2 separate regions of the Pungitius pungitius genome follow, and region 2 is linked to region 1. A link is a contact called in public Hi-C data. All regions are on one chromosome and are shown on one strand. Each heading gives the region's core, a stretch centred on a gene start, on an enhancer-like site or on the middle of the called end of the contact. The rest is flanking DNA. Distances are from core to core; before and after follow the strand shown. Region 1 holds the start of fat4 (FAT atypical cadherin 4). Region 2 holds the start of LOC134107135.

Region 1 (5,448 bases), core at 2,571-5,070:
GCGCCTCTTTGTCTCATGAGCGTCTCGCGGTCAAACTGTAGCGTGCTGGTCAACTCCCCCGTGATGGCATTCAGCTCAAAGTTGGGCTGCGGAGTCTCAAATGTGTATCTCACCTCGCTGTTTGGGCCAAAGTCCTTATCCTCAGCAAAAACGTGGCCAGCCAGCGACCCCCTCCTCTGCTCCTCCTCAAAATGAAACACATAATTGGTGCTGTTAAAAAGGGGGCGGTTGTCGTTCACGTCGTCTAGAATCACGCTGACGTTGACGGTGGCACTCAGCGGCTCCACGGCCCGGTCCTTGGCCACGACCACTAAGTTATATCTGTCTTGCGCCTCTCGGTCCAGCTCATCTTTGATGTACAGCTGCCCATCTGGAAAGATGCCAAACACATCCCTGGTGTTGCCCCCTGCGATGTCATACATAATCTCCCCGTTGAGACCGGAGTCTTTGTCGGTGGCCTCCACTTTAAAAAAGCGACTGTTGACAGGCTCGGACTCCAGGATGACGACCTCGTACGAAAGCTGGTCGAATACCGGCGAGTTGTCATTGACGTCATAAACGCTGACGATCAGCACGAGGTCGGAGCTGTGCCGGGGGACCCCCGTGTCTGACGCCGTGACCTCGACCTCGTAGGAGCTCGTGGTGACCTCCAGCGGCCCGGTCAGCGTGATGAGGCCGTGCTTCTCGTGAATGTGGAACAGTCCCCTGGGGTTCTGCTTGAGGCTGTAGACCACCACGCCGTTTGTGCCTTCATCGGGATCCGACGCTTTGGCCTGGAATATGACGTGACCCATGCTCCAGTTTTCCACTGCACTCACATGCTCCACGGCGTGAAAGAAACGAGGGCCGTTGTCATTTAGGTCCTTCACCTTGATGTTCACCAGGGCCTCTCCCGTGATCTCCCCAGCTCTCGCTACAACCTTCAGCTGATAGAAGTCCTGCTCTTCTCTGTCTATCTGGCTTGATGCTGTGATCTGACCTGCGCTGTTCACTGAAAAAAGCCCCCTGTGGTCACCCGAGGTGATGAGATATGAAATGTTTGTGTTCAGATCTACGGTGGTGGCTGACACGGTGCCTATAACCGTCCCGATGCCCACGTTTTCAAACATGACAAAGCTGTAGACTTCCTGGCTGAAGACCGGGGGGTTATCCTGTGTGTCGATGACGGTCACAGTCACTATGGCCTGGGTCTGTGAGCGCAGGCCTCCACCATCTGCAGCTGTGACCTGCAGCTGGTAGGCGGTCTTCTCCTCTCTATCCAGGGGCACGAGCGTGGTAATTTTCCCTGTGTTGCTATTGATGCGAAACTTGGAAGAATCTCCAGCTGTGATTATATATTTGAGCGTGCCGTTTCGGCCCAAATCGGGGTCTGTTGCTGAGGCGGTGGTTACATAAGAGCCCTCGGGCTCGTTCTCTTTCACGTTGGCAAAATACTGCAGCGGGTAGAAAACCGGCCTATTGTCATTAATGTCCCTCAGCGTGATGTTGACTTTCCCTACAGAGTGCAAAGCGGGGCTGCCTGCGTCAGCTGCCTGGACGTGGAGCAAGTAGGAGGCCCGCTCCTCCCTGTCCAGCTCGGCGGCCGTGCTCAGCCGCCCCGAAATCGCATCCAGGCGGAACAGCTGCTGGACGGCGGCCGGGGTCTCCCCATCGAACGAGAAGCGGACAGTTCCGTTGGCCCCGACGTCGTCGTCCGAGGCCGACAGCACCAGCAGCTCGGTGCCAGCGGCGGCGTGCTCCGCCAGCGAGACGTGGTACGCGCCCTGTGTGAACGTGGGCACTTGGTCATTCACGTCGGTGATGTTCACGACCAGTTTAGTGTAGGAGATCTTGGGCTGCAGCCCCTGGTCTTTGGCACTAATGTTGAGCACAATTTCAGATGCTATCTCCCGGTCCAGCAAAGCGGCGCTGGTCACCAGACCGCTGTTCTCACTGATGGAGAACCAGCCCAAAGCGTTTCCAGACACCAGGGAGTAGCGCAGGTTGGCGTTCTGCCCGGAGTCGCCGTCGGTTGCAGAAACCCCTTTAATGTAGCTGCCTTTCGGTACGTCCTCGCTGATATCCACCCTGTACAGTGTTTGCTGGAATATGGGCGGGTGATCGTTGATATCGTTCACAAAAATGACCAGACTGGCGAAGGAGGACCTGGCGACGGGCGTGCCGTTGTCCGACACCGACACAGTCAGGTTGTATGAGGAGATTCGCTCTCTGTCCAACACACTGGCCACTTTGATGAGACTCAAGTTGGGCACGGGGGAGGTGTGCACTTCAAAGTGCCTCTGCTCGTTGCCTCCCAAGATAGAAACGGATATGTTGCCGTTGGCAGCGGGGGAGTCTGAATCTGAAACAGTGAGCAGAGCCACCACGGTGCCGATCTGTGCGTTTTCGTCGACGGAGGCGAATTTAGAGGTGGTGGGGAAATACCTGAACTTCACCACTGGGTCGTTGTCGTTCACGTCTAAAAGTTTGATGGTGGCTTCTGTCCTGCCCGACAGGGAGGGCACCCCGTTGTCTACCGCATGAATAGTCAGGGAATACTCCCTCTTACTCTCATAATCCAAACCCTCTTTCATAATAATAGTACCTGCATGGGGGTCAATTTGGAAAGGTGTTCCCTCATCTAAAAAATACCTGACCTCAGAATTGGCTCCCTCATCCCGATCTGACGCTGTAATCTGCAGAACACTTGAGCCCACGGTTGCATCCTCAAAAATGCTGTTCTGATATTGTTCTTGGTCGAAAACGGGTGGGTTGTCATTTATGTCTTGAATAGTGACGTTCACTTGCATGTAGCCAAACTTTTTGGGTTCCCCTTTGTCCTCCACCTCCACCAGCAGCTGATAGAAGGGAGTGACTTCCCTGTCCAAGCCTCCGGTGGATACGAGGTGCAAGAATGCGCCCTCTCCACTGGGATTGACCGTAATATCCAGGCGGAACCTCCTCTGCTCGTTGCCTTTCACTATCCGGTACGTGGTGTGATCGACTCCGTTGCTCCCGATGTCGGAGTCCGTGGCCGTGTCCAGGATCACTTGCCGGCCGCTGCTGGCGTCCTCCTTGAAGGACACGACGATGGACGCGTCCGGGAACACCGGGGAGTTGTCGTTAATATCCAAAACTACTATGCGCACCTCGGTTGGGTACGTGGGCTGGCTGGACAGCACCACCACGTTGATGACATCACTCTGCAGGAGCTCCCTGTCAATCACCGAGGATGTGTAAATCACTCCGGTGGTGGCGTTAATTGCAAAAAGTTTGTGGTTCTCGCTGAAGCGGTAAGAGAAGCTGGGCTTGGTCTCTATTTTACCCACGTAGGTGCCGACGGGCTGCTCCTCCGGGACCTGGAACTCTTGACGGACCTGGCTGGACGCGGAGTAGCGCGACAGAGTCCACAGCGCCAGCAGAACGAAGTGAAAGCGGCCCAAGCCCCTACCTGTGCGCGCCATGGTCAGTCAGACAGAGTCCATGCCGAAGACGCATCCACTGCACTCACCAAAGCGCTGCATTAGTTAGTGAGCAGCTCGTCATTCACTGTCCCAAAGTAATCCACAAGTGCTCTTCTTCTTCCTCTGATCCCGCGCAGCGTGCCAGTGCAACAAGAAGAAAACCCTCCTTGAAGGGAGACAATGATTCCTGCACAAGTTTTAATTCAACTCCGCAAAAAAAGAAGAAAAAAAGGCAGGAAACTGGCAATCCTTTGAAAGATGAAACAAAACGTCCTCACTCTTGCAAGATGCACGAAACTATAATAATATTTAAAAACACAAAAAAAAGTTCATCCAAAGTTAGCGAGCGGGTGCGCGGCGTGGAGAGCGTCCCGCGGAGTAACGGCGCTTCGGTCATAGTGCGCTCAGGAGCCCCTGTAAGTTCGGACAAAGCTGGAGAACCACAAACTCCCTCCCATCGCCGATCCCATTGGACGCCTGTGCTCCTGCCCGCCCTCCCACCGCATTACCCCCCCCCCCCATTGTGTCTAGCGGCCCCGCTTGCAGAAGAAGATGTCAATCACATGAGACAGGTAACGATGCCCTGAGCGCTTTTAATTACTCCGCTAACAGATTAATGGGTGTTAAAACGCTTTCAATGAGCGTAGGATAAAAAATGTTTTCTCAAAATAACTTACAGACACACACATCCTACGACAGAAGTCATGCTCCTCGTTTTATTTAATACTGGGACTAATGGGGGGGATATTTATGGGCATCAAATGGGTGAAGATTTCTTTGAAATCAAATGTGATGACTAAAAAGTAATGTTTGGATTGTTACCTGTACCCGTACTATAATGAAACCATTCAATTATGATCGTATGATTAGAAACAAAAGGACAATAACTTTCTACAGTATATGTTATAATGATTTGCATTGTAGCTTAAACACTGGAATGTATGTCTTTCTATGTACAATCAATGTCTTCTATTCCGTTATTCGGGATTCAAATGCTATCGAAATATATGATTCTAAATTAAGGAAGTTCATTTTCAGTCATTTCCTGACTTCATAAAAGCCATCCAGGTCTTTGCATAGAATTGAAGTCCCAGGAAGTTTCTTTTTGTGGGTAAGTAGTTCTATCTAGTGGCCAAACGATGGTACTTCCACCCAAAATACATTTCAGTAGATCTTTCTGATGAGTTTAAACAGACAGAATTATGAAAAAAGCAACCAAAAAAACTGATGGAAAATTTGGAATAGTCACCAAAACATAAACATAAAAACTTGCATAATGATGGAAATACATTTTTTTACCAGAACAGACAAAATGATACAAAATATTCACGCAGAGCTTAGAACTTCTCTTCCATAATAACCTTGTATTTCTTCCCGATGAGCAGATCACTGATAATATTTGACTCAGTAAATTTTGAATATATGTCTTCCCATTCAGTCTTTAGGACTTCTCCAGCAGTGTTCGCATTACAGTTTTACGGAGTAACATTAGAAAGACAGTTAGCAGAGATAAGGCGGATTATAATACTACTGCACAACCTTCACTGGTAACAATGTGGGTGAATTCAAGGCATCAATCATTTCCAAAAAACATGTTTCAATGAATAGCCTCAGGTCACATGAATCCATCGAGAAGAAGGAGGAATGCTTTGGATCCCACACGTGGACGATCTGGGAAGTGACGTCCCTTCGTCCGTCCTTACGTCACAACACGGAGGATAATTACAACCCTCGTTTAAAAGGAACGTAAATGTTTACTCAGGCTTTTGTATTTGACAATTTGTGGCTTTTGTAATCAGGCCGCCTAGACATTAAGCGGGCCGTGAATCAGCGGCGCAATGGAATCACAGGGTGGACTGGACGGGCTCAGATTCAATGTTCTGGCTCTCCAGGTTTCCATCAAGCTTAGTTATTGATCCCATTCATGGTCGCCAGAGGAAGACTCCTGAGGATTTTGGTGGAACTTGTTACGGTGCGGGTGTACAAACTCTCCCCATCACGACGA
Region 2 (5,234 bases), core at 661-3,160, 210 kb before region 1:
TACAAATAAATGTTTTAGAAATGACAAATTGTAGTTTTAAAGGGATTTACTTGCATTCAGTATAAAACCTGTTTGTAATTGAATAGTACATAACTCCCATTGTCATTTTTACATCAAGATACATGTGTAACTTTTAGGGAAGTCGACAGGCGCTTGTTTTTTGTAAGCGAAGAGCTTCCAGTCTTTATGCTAAGCTAGTCGCTAGCTAAACTGTGCTAATCTCCTCCCGAATATTGGAAATCTGCAGAGGAAAGCCGCGGATAAGAACACCAACTGACCCGTGGGTTTCTAATTCAAACACGTCGGCTGTGATGTTTGCCTTCACCTCCTCCCAGAGATCACCGATTGGATTAAAACGCACCGCAGCTTCTTAGTGTGGAATCTCAACTACATTTGACTACTGAATAATAATAATAACTACTACTGAACTGAATTGATGTGCGCGTGACTTGTCACATGTTCTCTCGTGTTCCTCTCTTGTTTTCTCACGCATTTTGGGGGGGATGTTGTATTTATTTCGTTTGAACGTTCAGGCGCTTCGTGTCAAAATGTCCGACGCCGTTTTCCATCGACAACCTTTCTGTTAAAGCGGCAGAAGTCAGCATGGTGGTTTTCTTTTTTTTCTTCTTTTTTTTAATAAACGCCATTTTTAAACATACTCTCTTTTGAATGACTATCGAACGTTTGCTTTGTGGGATCGGATTGAGTCCACTTCTCAGAAAGTGAGATGAGCTGAAGTCATCTCTTTGGCCTCATCTTATGTTCATATTAAAAAAAAAAAGTTTTTTTCGAACATACGTTTTTAATAAGTGTAGTAAAAGTTGTACCTTTACACATTTAATGTTTTTTGTACCGAAATGGCAAATGTATTATTATTAAATGATTTACTTTAAGCAGTCAATACACGTTTATGACACAGCATAATGTAGTGATTCTATAACTGTGGTCCTCTGTCGTTAGAGGCTGCTGTATAAACAAGACATGATTAAAACCTATAACTATACAAAGTATATCCTCAATATAGAACTCTAAAACCATGACGGGACTCTACAGGCCTTAACTTGAACTTTAAAGTTATTGGTTATATGCCTTTGCACATTATAAATCAAGCAACTGAAGACTGAACTTGTTCAACTTTAAATGCTTTGTGGTAACTGACAGAGGGGGAGGGGGGGGGGGGGGTGACATGCGACCGTGTGACATGCGACGTCACACGGTTTGACTGACACCTTTCTGGGAAGAGAGAAGAAAAGCAGTATTAAATGTTTAAAGTGAAAAAAGTCACACTATCACACTTAATAAATAGAGATTGAGGGGAAAAACTCCTTGAATTGATCCACACAGAAATGATTGAACTAAATGTTTTCATTTATTAATTGAGCAAAACCTAAAATACCTGCAAGGTCCTCCATGTTCAATCTGCTTCTAGATCTCATACGGTCTCCAGAGAACCGAGATCTATTACGTACAAGTAAAAAAAGTTAAATTGAAAATATCACTCAGTATAACCAAGCACCTACAGTAATAAAAGTAAAGTGAAATTATTATTGGTATGCATTAATGTTAAAGCACAATGGTACAGGATTTGTAGGTGGATTGGTAAAGTATGCACCTTCAGTTTGCACTTAAGTAAAGTACTTAGAGATTCCGCTGAGGACACCCAGAGTACACATGTACTTGACTTCTTTGAGCGTCGGATTTGACTAAATAAAGACCTTGTCCCCCGAGGCGGCTGGCGAAAAGACGCCCGCCTGCTAGACGCAACACGCCCACCCACACACACACACACACACACACACACACACACACACACACACACAGCAGCAGGCCTCGCCCCCCTGGTCTGACAACAGCAGCTGGGATTAATGCTTGAACTCGCCCTCCGTAGGTGCGCTCGGTCCTCTTTGAGACACCGCGGTGCAGGAGACGGGCGCACTGCGTCCCCTCTGACCCGGGGCGTGACACACCTGCCCTTGCTGCTAAGGATCATGGGTAGCTGTGGGAGGCTGTAGGTGGCGATTCGGAAAGAGAGAGAGAGAGAGAGATCCACTGATCGATCATGAGGAGGTTTTTCGGAGCGCACGGCGGCGAGGACCACAGTCAGATCCAGTATCTCACGGCCAAGTGCAACCGGCTGGCTCACGACAAAGGTGAGAAGGAAAGTTACACATTTACACTTGAAGCCCTGCTTCAGTCTGGTGCTCGCTGCCTTTATGACCTTGTTAGTCATTTGTGTTTCGTCTGTCTGCTCGGATTCACAGTTGTGTTTATTCTGAATGAAAAGCCTGAGATTCTATAATAATGTAAAGTGTGGTTCATCACACATGGCTCTCTGGTCAGTAAACGTCGATACTTCCGCCTATTTAGATTTTTGGAGGTTTTATGTTACTAACGTGCAGAAAACAACGTTCCTTCTGCCACCGGGCAGCATTTGGATCTTTGTTTTTGTCGGTTAGGACGTTAACTTTCCCTCCACACCAGCTCCACAGTCTGTAATCAAAGTTCAAAGGTCAACTGTGGGTGAAATTAGGACCTCATCGCAGAAGAATATCCTCACTGCTCGAGTCCTCTCGTAATATTCGGTTTTAGCGTCGAGGAGTCGGAGGCCTTAATGAAAGAAATCACACGTTTGAACATTGAATTAATGAAAAGTTCATTAATTTCTTTCCTAAAATAAGACAACCTAAATAGGAAACGCATCGGTAATGTCTAAATGTCTTCCTCCAATGATATTACATCGGGTTATCGTTAAAGAAGTTTATGTAATGAGGCTCCTGTAGATGGATTTGAGTCAGAAATGAAAATGAATTTATTCATTAATTGAGTGTAAAAAGGGCATAGATTTTTTTTTATTGAAATATATGATGGCCGTCCCCATGTAGCATTGTGTCTTACAAGTTGCTTGAGTGAGAGGCCCAACCAGAGGCTCAGAACTAAACAATGACACTCACCATGGGATGGAAACGACGCACTCTGCAGCGGCGCTCGACAGGGAGCTGCTGCTGGCCGGGGGCCGCGAGAGGAAGCTGCGCGGCGAGCTGGAGGCCGCCGCCGCCGGGCTTCGCCTCCGGGAGCAGATCAACGCGGAGCTCCGGGTGAGGGAGGAGCAGCTCGTCGGCAAGATCCACCAGCAGCAGGTCAGCAGATCAGAGAAGGGAGAAGGGGGGGGTCTCGTTGGAGTGATCAGGAGAGGGCTGGGGGGGGGGGGGGGGGGGGGGTACTGTCGGGGGGGGGCATCTTGAGCGACCATAATCAATATTCATACACAGACGAGGTATCAGATGACTGTCGCAGTCTTGTAGTTGTTTTGAATTCGTGTGATTCAATGTTGTAGCGTTTCACCTCATTATAATCCCACCATTTAACAGCACACAGCAGTATCCATACCAGCCGCCACCTATGCTGCAATTACTGGAAATTACACTGGAATTATGGCACCAGTCGGAGCCCGCGCTAACAGGCTGCAAAGGCTTTGGCAGCGGTTTGTAGCCTTTTGGGGCTTTTGTTGCATTCTGGATTTGGACACAGCTCTGAAGGAAATTGTGTCTTTCATTTTATTTTGTTGTAGTTGCGTCCCATAATAACCTTTGGACCTCTGAGATTCATTGCCGCTTCACGTTTACAAACGAGCATCTCGATGGTATTTGTCAGGAGAGTTTGGAGAGTGTGACTCACTCACTTTACTCGCATAAGATCTGTCAGGTTTGGACAAGTTTCAAACTATTTGACCTATAGGTGCGCCTGAAATCACGCCTGTGCAAGACGATAACGCCTCTATAAGTGAGGATTTTTAGGATTCATAAATTACGGAATTCCGCAGTGAAATGACAGACAATCATAGTTAACTACGTCAAAATAGAGCAATGAAACAGAATATCGAAAGCTTTTTTTTGTGAGTGGGATTGTTGTGCACGTTGCGTCCCTCTTGCAGGACCTGGTGGGCCGGCTGCAGCAGCGCCTGCTCCTGCTGGCGGAGGCGAGCTCCCGGGACGGCGAGCTGCTGCGGCAGGTCGGCGCCGAGCTGCTGTGCCTGCAGAGCTCCGAGGCGAAGCTGGAGGGCCTGGTGGAGGAGCTGCACGCCGAGGCCCAACGCAAGGCCGCGACGGCAGAGAGCCTCCAGGCGGAGCTGCACGCTGAGGCCCGGCGGCGGGCCGGCCTGATGGAGAGCCTGCAGGCGGAGCAACGCAGGCAGGACCACTCCTCGAGCTCTCTGATTGTATAGAGTCACGTGCACGGGCTGATATTGCATTGGTGGTGGGGATATTTGTAAGAATGTGCATGTGTTTTCAGGTTGAGATTGAGGACAGTCCTTTACTGTTGATGCTGGTTGGATGTAAAACACAAGCTTTATGAGGCTACCAACTAAGTGCTAAAAGTCGTGTTCCTTGTCAGTTCTGTCCAGATGAAAAGCAGACATTTTGTAAAAAACTATCCAAAAAGTAAATTCAAGGTCAAACAAATGAAACCTGCTGCATGTGTTTGAACACACATTACAACAAAAACCCATCCTTTCTTCTATTTGTCCCCAACAGGAAGAGGGCGGAGCTGGCGGAGCTACGAGGCTCCAACCAAAGGCTGACGGACGAGCTGAAGGATCTACGCTCGGCTCACCAGACGCAGGTAAAGGGAGCCGAGCCGAGTTTCTCTTAACCTTTGACCTCAACGAGGTCATTCACACGAACCGGACATTCAAACGCAGCAATGAACAGAACAAGTAGTGAGACTCTTTGTCCAGCAGGTGTCAGGGTTGGACTGTTTGTTTTCTCTGGCACTTTATCGGTGCATAAATAGATACATTTTGGGCTTCTAATGGTTTTAGAACCAATGTGGCGTTTTTATTGTTGTCGAGCTTCCAGCCAACTCCTCCAGATAAATAACGCTGTGCAACTCGGTCCTGCTGCCAGCTCCTCCTATCTCAAGTTAGCCGGTTAAAACTGATCCGGGGCCCGTTTGACATCAGAGACTGATTTTGATTGTTTGATTGATTTGATTCTATGAAATTCCAAACTTCACGGTTTCAAATTTAGTGGGAAACTTAACGAGAGCCTCCAAGCCTGTGAATTATTGTGAAAGTCCAGGAAGCTGGAGATCACGCCCGACCACCCCCCCCCCCTTCTTTTTTTTTCTTCTTCCTGCATTTGCTCATCTTTCCAGATGACGGCGCCGGGTTCAAGTCTCTCTTCTCTTTTTGAGAATCGAGGCCTCCGTCTATTAGCCCCCCCCCCTCCCTCCGT

What was found. A called contact is a pair of places that touch in the nucleus more often than the background predicts.
Region 2: a Hi-C map of muscle shows a contact between it and region 1, with 15 times the contacts expected there. The contact joins the promoter of LOC134107135 here to the promoter of fat4 in region 1. A contact is called at or near these places in 2 of 2 Hi-C or Micro-C datasets (both in muscle).

Annotation. Positions count from the first base shown.
Region 1 is chr2:16,466,506-16,471,953 of fPunPun2.1, reverse strand. It overlaps fat4 (FAT atypical cadherin 4), which reads right to left and starts at 3,820. Exons shown (of 16, transcript XM_037460777.2): 1 at 1-3,820. The coding sequence starts at 3,443.
Region 2 is chr2:16,673,143-16,678,376 of fPunPun2.1, reverse strand. LOC134107135 reads left to right here and starts at 1,910. Exons shown (of 3, transcript XM_062558590.1): 1 at 1,910-2,150; 2 at 2,980-3,137; 3 at 3,932-4,611. The coding sequence starts at 2,060. The coding sequence ends at 4,222.